Regions from separate parts of the Macaca mulatta genome. Here region 2 is linked to region 1. A link is a contact called in public Hi-C data. All regions are on one chromosome and are shown on one strand. Each heading gives the region's core, a stretch centred on a gene start, on an enhancer-like site or on the middle of the called end of the contact. The rest is flanking DNA. Distances are from core to core; before and after follow the strand shown.

Region 1 (6,511 bases), core at 1,045-3,544:
AAGAATTATATTCAGTGTGTGATATACAAAGCAGAGGAGGATACAAGAGATGGCATGATACTGCCTTCAAGGAATTTACATTCTAGTAGTCATGAAATAAACAGTACAGCAATCACTTAATGCAATAAACATGCTTCTGAAAAGATGTATGTAAAATGAATGGAAATAAAATTGGCCAGACGCAGTGGCTCATGCCTGTAATCCCAGCACTTTGGGAGGCCGAGGCGGACAGATCACGAAGTCAGGAGATCGAGACCATCCTGGCTAACACAGTGAAACCCCGTCCGTCTCTACTAAAAATACAAAAAATTAGCCGGGCTTAGTGGCAGGCGCCTGCAGTCCCAGCTACTCAGGAGGCTGAGGCAGGAGTGAGACTCTGTCTCAAAAAAAATAAATACATAAAAAATAAAGTAAAATGAATGTAAATAAAAGCTGGCCCTGGGCATTCTGGAAAAGAACCCGATGAGGGTAAAAGCCTTGGGGTGGGTTAAACTTCTCAAATGCAGCCCTCTCCCGAGATCCAGCCAATGCAAGTCCTCCCCACTGGCTGAGTCTGAGTCTGAGTCTTCTCTAATTTTTTTTTTTTTTTTTTTTTTTTTTTTTTTTTTTTGAGACGTGGTCTTGCTCTGTCACCCAGGCTGGAGTGCAGTGGCCGGATCTCAGCTCACTGCAAGCTCCGCCTCCCGGGTTCACGCCATTCTCCTGCCTCAGCCTCCCGCGTAGCTGGGACTACAGGCGCCCCCCACCTCGCCCGGCTAGTTTTTTGTATTTTTTAGTAGAGACGGGGTTTCACCGGGTTAGCCAGGATGGTCTCGATCTCCTGACCTTGTGATCCACCCGTCTCGGCCTCCCAAAGTGCTGGGACTACAGGCTTGAGCCACCGCGCCCGGCCGTCTTCTCTAATTTAAATTAGCCAAACAGATTGTTTAGGCGAATCCTAAAGAAAATAATTTCGGTTCGGTTTAAAATTATTTTTAACTGTACAAAAACCACTTCCCAAATGCTATTTTTTAAAGTTTACATTTCCAATTAGTGTACAGTTTGTCTAAGAAGAGGTGCAAGAAAAGATTTAGCCAAACTAGAGTTACACAAAACAGGCCCGACACGGTGGCTCAGGCCTGTAATCTCAGCACTGCGGGAGGCTGACACAGGCAGATCACTTGAGGCCAGGAGTTTGAGACCAGCCTGGCCAACATGGTGAAACCCCGTCTCTACTGAAAATACAATAATTAGCCGGGGGTGGTGGTGCGGGCCTGTAGTCCCAGCTACTCGGGAGGCTGAGGCAGGAGAATCACTTGAACCCGGGAGGCGGAGATTACAGTGGGCGGAAATCGTGCCACTGCACTCCAGCCTGGGCGACAGAACAAGACTCTCAAAAAATAAAGCTATACAAAACAATAATACATTGTTTTATATTCAGCAAAAAGGAATAATTTGAGTGGCGCCCGGTTAAATGTGGAATATATCTGAGAACTTTATCTCTACAAAGTTTAAAATGTTTTTGAAAGGAATGGTGTTAACGTGAGGAGACATATGCGATGGCAAAAAGACTTGTTTGAAAACAAGGGCTGTGCTGGAAATTACCCAGAGATTAAGTTAATTTAATCAAGCAGAAAAATCAACTGGCCTCCTAAATTCGGGAATACCAATAAGAATGTGTTCCCTGAACGAGCAAAACGCTCTAAGGAGCCCTGTCACGTTTCACTGAAACCTTCCCGGATACCTGAACAGGAAGTACGCGGAGCCCGGGCCAGAGCCTCCCCAGGCGCGTGGCTCACCAGGCTCAGGCCCTGAAGGATCGGAGCATCCGCGCTGAGGTCAAACAGGGAGATCGACGCAGGAGCCTGGGCTGCATCTGGAGCCGGCGACATGGCTGAGCAGAAATTACTTAGCAGCAGCTCCTGGAGTAGAAAGCGTGTCAGAAACAGAGCTCCTGCAAATGAGATCCTACTGCTGCGTCTCCTGCCTGCCTGACTTCGTTTCTCCTGCACCGCAAGTATTCTCGTCCCTCATCCTGCTACCAGCGGTGAGATGAATATCTTGACCCCAGTCCGGTTTCTCAAACCCCCAGGCTCGGCCCACAAAAGAATGAAATGGGCATCCAGCTCCCAAATCGAGTCCAACAGAGTTAAAAATCACTGAGGTTGCCTAGCCGAACTGTCTTCGTTACCCATGCGACCAGCAATGACTGGCCCACGTAAACTCGCCCACGCCCTTACAAGCCGCACCAAACGTCCCGGGAGCTGAGCGGCACGCAAGTCCTCAAGTCGACAGCCGGATTTCTGCAGCACAACAATCCCCGTCACTACGGAGCAGCGAAGAGGACAACCGGCGGCGTCCGCACCTGAGCCCCGCCCCACGTACAGCACACTATTGGGCCGCTGACTGTCCAAGACCCGCCTCGAGCCTTTAGTCTCATCCCTGAAGCCAAGAATTGGCAGTTGTGTCTCCACCCCCCGTGCTTATTGGCCAGCCTGGCTGCGGGTGACAGTGAGTGGCAGACACCGGGCCTAGCGCTCCGGATCGGGCCGGGCCGAGCCGAGCCGGCGGAGCCTCTGGAATCACACGGGTCGCTGTTTCTGAGGTGAGACGTGAGACGGTTATTGGAATCCCAGGGCCCGTGTCTGGCCTTGCTCAGGGGTGCCTGCGGAGCCCTAAGTGAGCTCGCGGCAGGTAACGGGGGAAGGGGCGCCGCCGGCGGGGCGGGGGCGTGCAGCCGGAATGTTTTGATTGCGGGCGCGCGCAGACGAGGGCGCGCGCGGGCGCCGGGGCCGCGCGCGAGGTTGTCCGCTGTTGGGAGCTGCCAGCCCTTGGCCTGGGGCCGGGCGACCCTGGGGCGAGGTGGACTCCGGTCCACGGTCGCCGCGGCTGGATGTGGGGAGGCAAGCCAGCCCACCCGGGCTATCAGCTGTAGGGCTGACTCGATCCCTGCAACATCCGCAGGAACCCCTGAGCCCAGGCCCAGCCGGCCGGGGCTCCACGGGCCCTGGTCCACACGGACCCTGTGAGTGGTGACTTCCCTGAGGGCCAGGACTCTCACTAGCCCAGGGAATCCCACCGGGGCCAGGCTGGGCCAAGATCCACGGCCCCCAGGGGCTGCACGGACAGGTGAGTACCACGACCATGCCTGGCTCCCAGGACCTAGGGAACCCACAAATTCACCTAGGATCTGGGGTCTACACTGACCCAGTCAAGGTTTCCCATCCAGCAGGTTTGCTCACCGGCTGGATCTTTGGTGCTAGGGAAGTAAGAAAAGGGTGACCAGAAAGGTCCTCTTCAGGAAAGACTCTCTTGGGGTTTTGTGGACCTTGAGAAGTATGTCATTTCTGAGGCTAAGGTGGGGCAATGAAGAAATAGTCCAGAGGGGCCCCTGGCCTCAGGTCTGTACCCATTCATTCTCCATGGGGTCCCTAAGTTATTTCTTGAGACTCTGGAGTTGGAAGAGTGGCCCTGTTTAGCGCAGCCAGAGGAAGTGCTCGTAGTCCTGGGCTGGAAGGGTGCTTCTTCCTCACTGCAGCCTTCCTGCCCCATGCTTGGCCTCCTCTTCATGGGGTGTGGATGGGTGGGAGGGTTGGGTTCCTTTATATCCCCACTCCCCACTCTCTGGGGCCTGACATCTTCTCCTCCAGCAGCTGCAGAGCATCGAGGGCTGGAGTGGAGCACATACTGTCCATGGAGCTGGTAGGGCCATGTGCTTTTCTCAAACATTTGTTTGCAAAGTGCTTCCAACCTGCTAGTCTCTTGGGAGACCAGGGTTTCCAGGATGGGTGGGGGAGGGACTTTTCTGTCCATTAAATAGAAGATGAAACAGCCCCCAACAAAGGGGCAGATTCTGGCTTTGGGCCAGGAAGGTAGCAGTAGACGCCCAGACTGGCCAGTTAAGGCCCCCCCAGCCCTGAGCTTACTGCCTTCCTTGTGTTACTACTTCTCTGCCTCTGAGCCAAGCAGGCTGGTAGTGGAGACAAAGCCCAAGGGTACTTTCTTACTCCTTTTTGCACTAGGCAGGGCAGCTCGTGGGCAGCAGCTAGAACTGAATCAGGGTCTCTTCTTCCTCATTGGCAGGTGGTCAAGGTGGACAGGGGGTGGTGGTGATGGCGCAGTTTGACACTGAATACCAGCGCCTAGAGGCCTCCTACAGTGATTCACCCCCAGGGGAGGAGGACCTGTTGGTGCACGTCGCTGAGGGGAGCAAGTGTGAGTTCTTGGACATGACAGCCATAGGGAGAGCTGATGGAAGACCATGGAGGGAGCAAGGGGCATGTGTTCTCCCAGAGCTCTGACATCTCTGTTCCTATCCCACAGCACCGTGGCACCATATTGAAAACCTTGACCTCTTCTTCTCTCGAATATCCTTTGTGTTTCTGAGTTGGAGCTCTGGGACCGTTAGTGTCTCTCTAAGCTGGGTCTCTGGTGGAAGGTGGGGGTAGGTTTGACTCTAATACCTGGAATGGGGAATGGAGCTTATCCTGAGGCTGAAAGAGGCTGGTGAAATCATCGTTAAGTAATGATAGCCCACATTTACCAAGATCCGTGTGCCCGTGTCTACTTTGTGGTGTTAATTTGTGGAGCCTTTCTAAGGGTAAGCCTCCATTTTTTTTTTTTTTCTTGAGATGGAGTCTCTGTTGCTGCTAGAGTCCAGGGGCAATCTCAGGTCACTGCAACCTCCACCTGCCGGGTTCAAGCGATTCTCCTGCATCACTCACTCTCCCACGTAGCTGGGATTACAGGCACCTACCACGATGCCTGGCTATTTTTTGTATTTTTCATAGAGACAGGGTTTCACCATTGTTGGCAAGGCTGGTCTTGAACCTCCTGACCTCAAGTGATCCACTCCCCTCGGCCTCCCAAAGTGTTAGGATTACAGGCGTGAGCCACCACACCCAGCCGAGCCTCATTTTTGATGGGATGTTAATAATCGTAAAAAGTAACATCTTTTGACTCATTCTGTGTCAGCTCTGTGTTAAATACTTTACATGCATTATCTCAGACCTAATACTCCTATGAGATAAGTGTTATTCATTCCTAATGTGCCACTGTGGACAGACAAAAGTTGAGAGGTTAAGTAACTTGGTAAAGTCACACAGCTAGAAAGTCACAGAGCCAGGACTTAAGCTTGAGTGTGTTGATACCAAAGTCTGTGCTCTTACCTGCTATCTTTTCTGACCACTTTTTCTTAACAATTATACGTTTATAATCTGCACCAGAAGAATGGCTTCACATGTATGCTCATCGGGGAGATCTTTGAGCTCATGTAAGTATAAGAAGGGACAGATGATGTGGTGAAAGAATACGTCTTAGTCTTTCCTCTCCTTGCACTCACACCTGGCCCAACCTGCCAGTACAACTCAGTCCTAGGCTAAAACTTTGTAAACCTCTGTAGTTCAGGGACTGGGTGTGGCACCAAAACTTACAGCTTCACCTTTCTTTTTTTTTGAGATGGAGTGAGTCTCACTCTGTCGCCCAGGCAGGAGTGCAGTGGTGCGATCTTGGCTCGGTGCAGTCTCTGCCTCCCAGGTTCAAGTGATTCTCCTGCCTCAGCCTCCTTAGTAGCTGGGACAACAGGTATGTGCCACCATGCCTGGCTAATTGTTTTTGTATTTTTAGTAGAGATGGGAGTTCACCAAGTTGGCCAGGCTGGTCTCGAACTCCTGACCTCAGGTTAGGTTATTCACCTACCTCGGCCTCCCAAAGTGCAGGGATTACAGGCATGAGCCACCATGCCCGGCCAAGCTTTCTCACAAGAAAAGCTTTCCAAGGCTTATCTCTTCCATGAAGAGAACCCAGGCCTTGGTTGGGCGCGGCAGCTCACACCTATAATCCCAGCACTTTGGGAGGCCCTAAAAATACAAAAATTAGCCAGGCGTGTGGTAGCGCACGCCTGTAGTCCCAGCTACTTGGGAGGCTGAGGCACAAGAATCACTTGAACCTGGGAGGTGGAGGTTGCGGTGAGCTGAGATTGTGCCACTGCACTCCAGCCCAGGTGACGGAGTGAGATTCTCTCTCAAAAAAAAAAAAAAAAAAAAAGGAAAAGAAAAAAGAACTCAGGTCTTGACCTTGATCATCTCAACGCTCCAGTGGAAATTACATTGTTCAGTCAGGAGGTCTCAGAGATGCCAGCCACAGAGAAAAGCCTCTGTTCTGCCTTGGCTGTACCATGGCCTGCTTCTAGGCAGAGAGCCTCCTGGGAGAGAGAAGCCATATAGCATTGCCAAAGGGGAAGGGGCTAAGAAGCCCTCCTTCAATCAGAAAACTCCCCCAAGGGCTTTTAACTACAACCTCAAAAGGCAATCAGGGACTGGAGATCAGAGACCCACAGGATGAAACCTTCAAGAGTCCAGAAGTGGTGGCTGAGGTTACCATGAGGTGAGGAAAGCAGGCTGCAGCTGTGGCAGCTGAGGCTAAGAGCAAAGAGTGGGCCTGAGACAGTTCTGTGGGGCTGAGGAGCAGAGAGGGCCCACTGGGAGTTCTCCAGGCCCTTCCAGTTCCCAGTCTTGTTCTGCTACCTCCATAC
Region 2 (6,511 bases), core at 1,684-4,183, 52 kb before region 1:
TAATATTGTTAACAAGATGCTTTGAGTCTTGCCTTCACAGCTCTTACTGTAGAGGTCTAACAGTGTATTATTGTCGTTGTCATTTAATAAAGTGAGTCTGTGAAGTGTCACTGTTGGATCACGGGGGTTCTGGCACATGTATGGTTCTGTCCCAGCTCTCACTGGACCCAGCTCCACAAAATCTTCTGTCCATGGCATTCCCATCCCCTCTCAGCCTTCTACCTCAGGGCCTCCCAAATGATGGAAGGACAGGCCTGGAAGGGGAATTTGAGCCATTCAGAGGCTTCCGGCGTCCACTCACCAAAGAGCTCTGCAAAAGGGTCTCCACTCCCGAAGAATTCCCGGAAAACCTCCTCGGGGCTTCGGAAGGTGAAGGTGAAGCCAGGCCCACCACTGCCAGCTTCTGCCCGAGATGGGCCAGTTCCTGGAAAGGCAGGATAAGGAGAGAGCTTAGGGCATGCATCCTGCCCTGAGCTGGGGACCTCACCTAAGGCATGGCCAGGAGTCTGAGAAAGCCTCCACTGCAAGAATCTGCCCTGCCCCTCTCCTCCCTGCCCCACCTCCATTCCTGGACCTCGTCACTCCACCTACCTGTCCCCGTCAGCCCTTCCCGGCCATAGCGGTCGTAAATCTCCCGCTTGTGCTCTGCAAAAAGAGACCAGATGATTTCACCCTCCCTCTGGGATGGCCTCCCCTTCCAGGCTAGGACGCTCAAAGGATTGTCCAGAGACTGACACTCTGACACTTGGCAGGGGAAGGCAGGCACAGAAGGGGACCCATGGCACCCCTGCCATAGGTTTAGGCAGCAACTCAGCCTTTCACACAGCCGACCTCTTCTCATCTGGAAAATGGCTGTCATCACAGCACTTAACGCACAGGGTTGTAGCAAAGATCAAATGAGACCATCCACGTAAACTGCCTACCAGTGCCTGACACATAGGAAGTGTTCAATAAATGTTAGCTAATGATTACTACATTATTATTCACCAGGGCTTAGCCTAAATGTCACCTCCTAAGAGAGGCCTTCTACAACCACCAGAACAAAAGCAGGTGCACGTTATTCCCTAACACTCCACCTGCCCTGTTTCTTCCCTCTAGAATACTCTTCACAAGTTGTAACTGTCTGTGTGTGTGCCTGGTGAGTGTTGGTATTCCCTGCCCCTCTGGGCAAGGACAGTGCCTGCTTGTCCTCCAGTTTCCCCAGAACCCAGAGAGTGCCGGACACTGTCAGCATTCAGTGAATTACATTTTGAATGAATCAATAAAAAGGCCGACCTGGATTCATATTCCAGCTCTGCATGGCCTTGAGCAAGTTACTTCACCTCTCTCAGCCTCAGTTTCCTTGCCTGTAATATGGGGGTGACAGAACCTGCCTCATAGGACGGCTGTGAGAACTCATGGAGATGACACCCACCAATGCCTGGCATGCAGGAGGCTCAGCTCACATGAGTTACCTGCCCTGCTTCCTTCTCCTTGCAGGTCTCATGCCAGTCACTCCTACCAGACTCTGGGGAGCAGATACTGAGCTGTCCCTGTGGGAGGGGGAGCTTAAATGTCAGGCACAGAGGAAACTAGGGTGGCAGAGACATTGCTTTAAGAAAATGTGAGCTGGGGCATGAAGTAGGGAGTGATGTGCTGGGTCCTGCCTGATTCGGGCCCTTACTGTCAGACAGCACTTCATATGCCTCCGCCACCTCCTTAAATTTCTTCTCGGCAAATTCTTTATTATCTGGGTTTTTGTCTGGGTGCCACTGGAGAGCCTTGCGCCGATACCTGCAGAAAGTGGGTGCAGAGGAGCGGGTTGGGGGACAAATGCAGGCACTTCCCACCCAGGAACAGAACGACCCGTTTTCCCATTAGCCCATCACTGTCCTTTCACCGCCGTGTCCCAGTCCACCCCAGCTGCTAGGGCTGCCTCTGTGTGATGTTTTCATCAAGTTCCACCCTCTCTCATCTGCCACCAGTGCTAGGACCACGTGTACAAGCGGATACAATGCCAAGGTGAGAAGGCCTATCCCTAGCCCCTCCCTAGGGCTCGCTGGACTGGGGCTGCAAAGCTTGGGGCACATGTGGCCTCGAAGAGTACAGGGACACCGGCCCCTCCTCCTCACAGAGCCTCGGCATCTTTGCACTGCAGCCTGAGAATGCCCAAATCTAGAGGGAAGAGGGAACGGGGAAGGGGGAGGGGAAGGGAGGGGAGGGGAGAGGAGAAGGAGGAGGGGAAGATCCACTGGAGAACAACTCGCAACACAGTGCAGCTCCCAGCGGAACTAACTACTTCACTCTCTGGACGTTCTGCTTGTACTCTACCAGGGGTCTCTTTCCTCCCTGCAGGTGTCACTCGGAGGAAGCCCCCCACCCCAGGGCTTTCTAAGGACCTGGTTCCCTCAGACACCTACAGGTGTCACTCTGAAGTGCCCCATGGTGGTGGCGGGTGGAGGGTGAGAGGTTTTCTGTTGCACACGGAGGCACTTACGCCTTCTTGATGTCATCAGCAGACGCACTTCGCGGCACGTCTAGGATCTCGTAGTAGGATGCCATGGCAACTGGTCAATCGTCAAGCGGGCCTCCTTGGGGCTGCAGGAGAGAAGGAGTCAGGCGGAAAAAACCAAGAGCCCCTCCCTGTGGCTGCAGCAGTCTCCCCCCGGGTGGCGGGAGGCGCTCCCAGTTGGAAGCGGAGCCCACTAGGCTCTGCTTGCGGCCGGTGACTAGGCTCCCTCCCGCAGCCTTATCTGCCCCCGAAGGCCGGGGCCAAGAGCTATCTTGACTCCCAGGCCCAGGAGCCCTATCGGGCCCCCCCAACTCCAGCAGTCCGACCCAGGGCCCCCAGCCTGACCCGGGCCCCCGGCTGCACCTCCTCCGCCGGGAGTCCCGGCCTCTTGCGGCGCCCCGCCCCTGCCCCCCGCCGGGAACCGTCTGGCACCCGCAGCCCGGCTCGCGGCTGCTGCGTAGGACGCGCCCGGCCCAGCTGTGCGCGCAGGCATGCGTCAGCGGCGCGGAAACTACTAGAGACCGGGAGAAGGCCCGCTCCGCCAGTCCCCTGGCGGGGGTGGGGGCCTGCAGGGGCTGTCGGGAGAAGAGGGCGGAGCCAGCTATTTTGGGCACGCACCAGGACGACGTCAGCCCCAGCTGGGACCTGGGAGACTGCTGCCCCGCCTCCATCCAGGCGAGACTTTGCTCGCACGGAAGCTGGGGCAGCCCACAAACAAGCCGCCCGGCCCCCAGGTCCCTCTGTCACTTTCTTATAAACATGAGCGATGATCCATGCTTACTCACCCACCTCGAGGACTCGTACTCCTCCCTCCCTCCCCCGACCACAATTCTAACTCCTCCCCCTTCTTCAGCTCCCAGCTCCAGCCCCAGGTCCCCCAGCAGGCTGCCCTGGCTTTCCTGAGTAGGTCAGAACTGCCTTTTACAGCATCTCGTGGCATTTCCTTCATCAGTCTTCTTAGAGCCACAAATTAGCATTTATTGGTTTGATTATTTTTTATTACCATTCACCTCACCCACTAGAATGTCGATTTCACGGGGCAGGAATTGTGTGTTTTTTCTCACTGGTCTATTAGAGCAGCTGTCGGGGTTCAAAACTACCCGTAGGATGAATAAATAATGAACATCTGCAAACCTCTTGTTGACAGTTTGGACACATTTGGGGGAGGTGAGGTAAAGGGGACAGTAGAACGGAATTCCCCAGGTTCAAGTCTTCCCAAACTGATCCTGACTAGGCCTATTCCACTGCAAAATGTTCCCTGGGTTCAGGCCTCATGGGAGGGTTAGGAAACCTTCCAGAATTGTCTCCTGCTTGATCCCATCCAGGCCAATCCACAGGCGTTAGCTGAGCATTTTTCTGCATTCAAGATGCTGTCAGGCCGTATAAAGAAGAATGTGGCCCAAGTACTGCCTTTGCAGAGCTTGAACTTGATAAGATACCAGCCCATCAGTGTGGCCCGCTGGGAAACCCAAGGCTTTGGAAACAGTACAACCTGGCATTACTGTGAGACTTGGGAAAATCTCTGAGCACTCTTTTTTTCTCACTAAATATAGGTAGTGCCTAGGGTTGTTTGAAAGTCAAATGAGACATGGTACATATTAGGTGTTACTGCGGTCCTCGCTGGCATCGTGATTGGCTCAAGCAATAATGGTTACGTGAGTCCAGAAAAGTGCTTTAGGCTGGGGGACCCAGAAACACTTCGCCAACGAGAAGGGCTTGAGCCGGACGTAAGAGAAGAAGGTGGTGTGAGTGTCCTGTTTTCCTGGCCGCCCACCATCAGAACCTCCTGCCTACATTTGGGGAATTCCCATCGCACGGGCCCTAATGGGAAGCATGCCACCATTTGCCACAAAGCCCCAATGCTTGCTCTCCCTGACTCGGCTCTAGGGTTGCAGGCAGAAGACATCAGCTCCGCCAATCGGATGCTTCAACTGGGACTTTGAATCTGGAGCAAGTCACGGAGAAGCAGGGCTGGTTGAGGAATTCATTTCTGCGGCGGCGGTGGAGGCGATGGGGCCAACAGCGGCCTCTAGTGTCTGGAGGAGGAAATGTCAGTGCTAGTGCCGCAGGTGAGGGAGGAGAGTAGGGGGATCACTGCGGAGGGTGGAGGGGACAGGAGTCTCCTACACAGGCTGTCCTGTGCCCAACCTTGAGTGTGGTGCTGGCTGCCCAGCTTCCCTGGGTGCCTGTCTGATTGCTGACCCTTGTTTGCTGGCCTTTGCATTGATTCCAGTGCCATCCGATATCTCTGTAATTGTTGGGGGCAGCGAACTTGAAACAATTTGCCAGTTAGCTTCTGCTGTTTACAAGAGTCCTGACTGACACAAAGACTAAGAGTTAGCCTTGGTATAAGAGGAAAGAGTGATTGGGTTAAGTCACTCCAGATTTTCCAGATCTCTGCCTTTTTCTTCTTACTCTGCCGTCCCAACAGACATTTGTCTAGCACCTACCGTGTATGTCTTGTTATATTAAGAATAAGAATATAGCAGGGCGCGGTGGCTCACGCCTGTAATCCCAGCACTTTGCGAGGCCGAGGTGGGTGGATCACCTGAGGTCGGGAATTCAAGACCAGCCTGACCAACATGGAGAAACCCTGTCTCTACTAAAAATACAAAATTAACCAGGGTGGTGGTGCATGCCTGTAATCCCAGCTACTCGGGAGGCTGAGGCAGGAGAATCACTTGAACCCGGGAGGCAGAGGTTGCGGTGAGTCAAGATGGTGCCATTGCACTCCAGCCTGGGCAACAAGAGAGAAACTCCGTCTCAAAATAAATAAATAAATAAAATAAGAATATAAAGAAGCTTAAATTCCAGTCTCTGTGCTCAAGGGGATAGGACATAGACAAATGACAACCGAGGGAAATTATATGGAACACATCTAGCAGACAAAGGTTTAATTTCCTTTGTCCACAAAGAAATCCCAACTAATAAAAGACAATGCCATTTTTAAATGGACAAAGGGACAGGCAGCTCACAGGAGAGGAAATACTGGCTTTTAAACATATGAAAAGATGCTCAATCTCGTTCACAAAAAAAAACGTAAACCAAAGCTACAACAGGCCAGGCATGGTGGCTCATGCCTGTAATCCCAGCATTTTGGGAGACCAAGGCGGGTGGATCACCTGAGGTCAGGAGTTTGAGACCAGCCTGGCCAATATGGTGAAAACCTGTCTCTACTAAAAAATACAAAAAGTAGGCCGGGCGCGGTGGCTCAAGCCTGTAATCCCAGCACTTTGGGAGGCCGAGACGGGCGAATCACGAGGTCAGAAGATCGAGACCATCCTGGCTGACACGGTGAAACCCCGTCTCTACTAAAAAATACAAAAAACTAGCCGGGCGAGGTGGCAGGCGCCTGTAGTCCCAGCTACTCGGGAGGCTGAGGCAGGAGAATGGCGTGAACCTGGGAGGCGGAGCTTGCAGTGAGCTGAGATCCGGCCACTGCACTTCAGCCTGGGCGGCAGAGCGAGACTCCGTCTCAAAAAAAAACACAAAAATACAAAAAGTAGCCCGGTGTGGTGGTGTATGCCTGTAATCCCAGCTACTCGAGAGGCTGAGACAGGAAAATCACTTGAATCCAGGAGGCGGAGGTTGCAGTGAGCCAAGATCATGCCATTGCACTCCAGCCTGGGCGACAAGAGTGAAACTCCATCTAAATAATAATAAATTTTAAAAGAATAATAATAATAAAGCTACAGCAAAATACTTTGGGGTTTTGGGGGGGTTGGTTTTCTTTGTTTTGTTTTTTGAGGTAGAGTCTTGCTCTGCCACCCAGACTCGAATGCAATGGCACTATCTTGGCTCACTGCAACCTCCCAGGTTCAAGCAGTTCCCCTGCCTCAGCCTCCCAAGTAGCTGGGAGTACAGGCATGTGCCCGTAATTTTTGTGTTTTTTGTAGAGACGGATTTTCACCATGTTGGCCAGGCTGGTCTCGAACTCCTGGCCTCAGATGATCCACCTGCCTCGGCTTCCCAAAGTGCTGGGATTATAGGCCAGAGCCACCACACCTGAGCACATGGCCC

Evidence for each region. A called contact is a pair of places that touch in the nucleus more often than the background predicts.
Region 2: a contact with region 1 is called in a Hi-C map of liver, with 1.8 times the contacts expected there. The contact joins the promoter of DNAJB2 here to the promoter of ANKZF1 in region 1. A contact is called at or near these places in 3 of 14 Hi-C or Micro-C datasets (CD4 T cells, fibroblasts and liver).

What each region holds. Positions count from the first base shown.
Region 1 is chr12:124,472,622-124,479,132 of T2T-MMU8v2.0, reverse strand. It overlaps ANKZF1 (ankyrin repeat and zinc finger peptidyl tRNA hydrolase 1), which reads right to left and starts at 2,294. Exons shown (of 14, transcript XM_077957624.1): 1 at 2,220-2,294; 2 at 1,779-1,901. It overlaps ATG9A (autophagy related 9A), which reads left to right and starts at 4,063. Exons shown (of 14, transcript NM_001257895.1): 1 at 4,063-4,194; 2 at 4,303-4,346; 3 at 5,187-5,251. The coding sequence starts at 4,092.
Region 2 is chr12:124,525,286-124,531,796 of T2T-MMU8v2.0, reverse strand. It overlaps DNAJB2 (DnaJ heat shock protein family (Hsp40) member B2), which reads right to left and starts at 2,933. Exons shown (of 10, transcript NM_001266581.1): 1 at 2,855-2,933; 2 at 2,477-2,577; 3 at 1,664-1,773; 4 at 592-645; 5 at 302-424. The coding sequence starts at 2,541.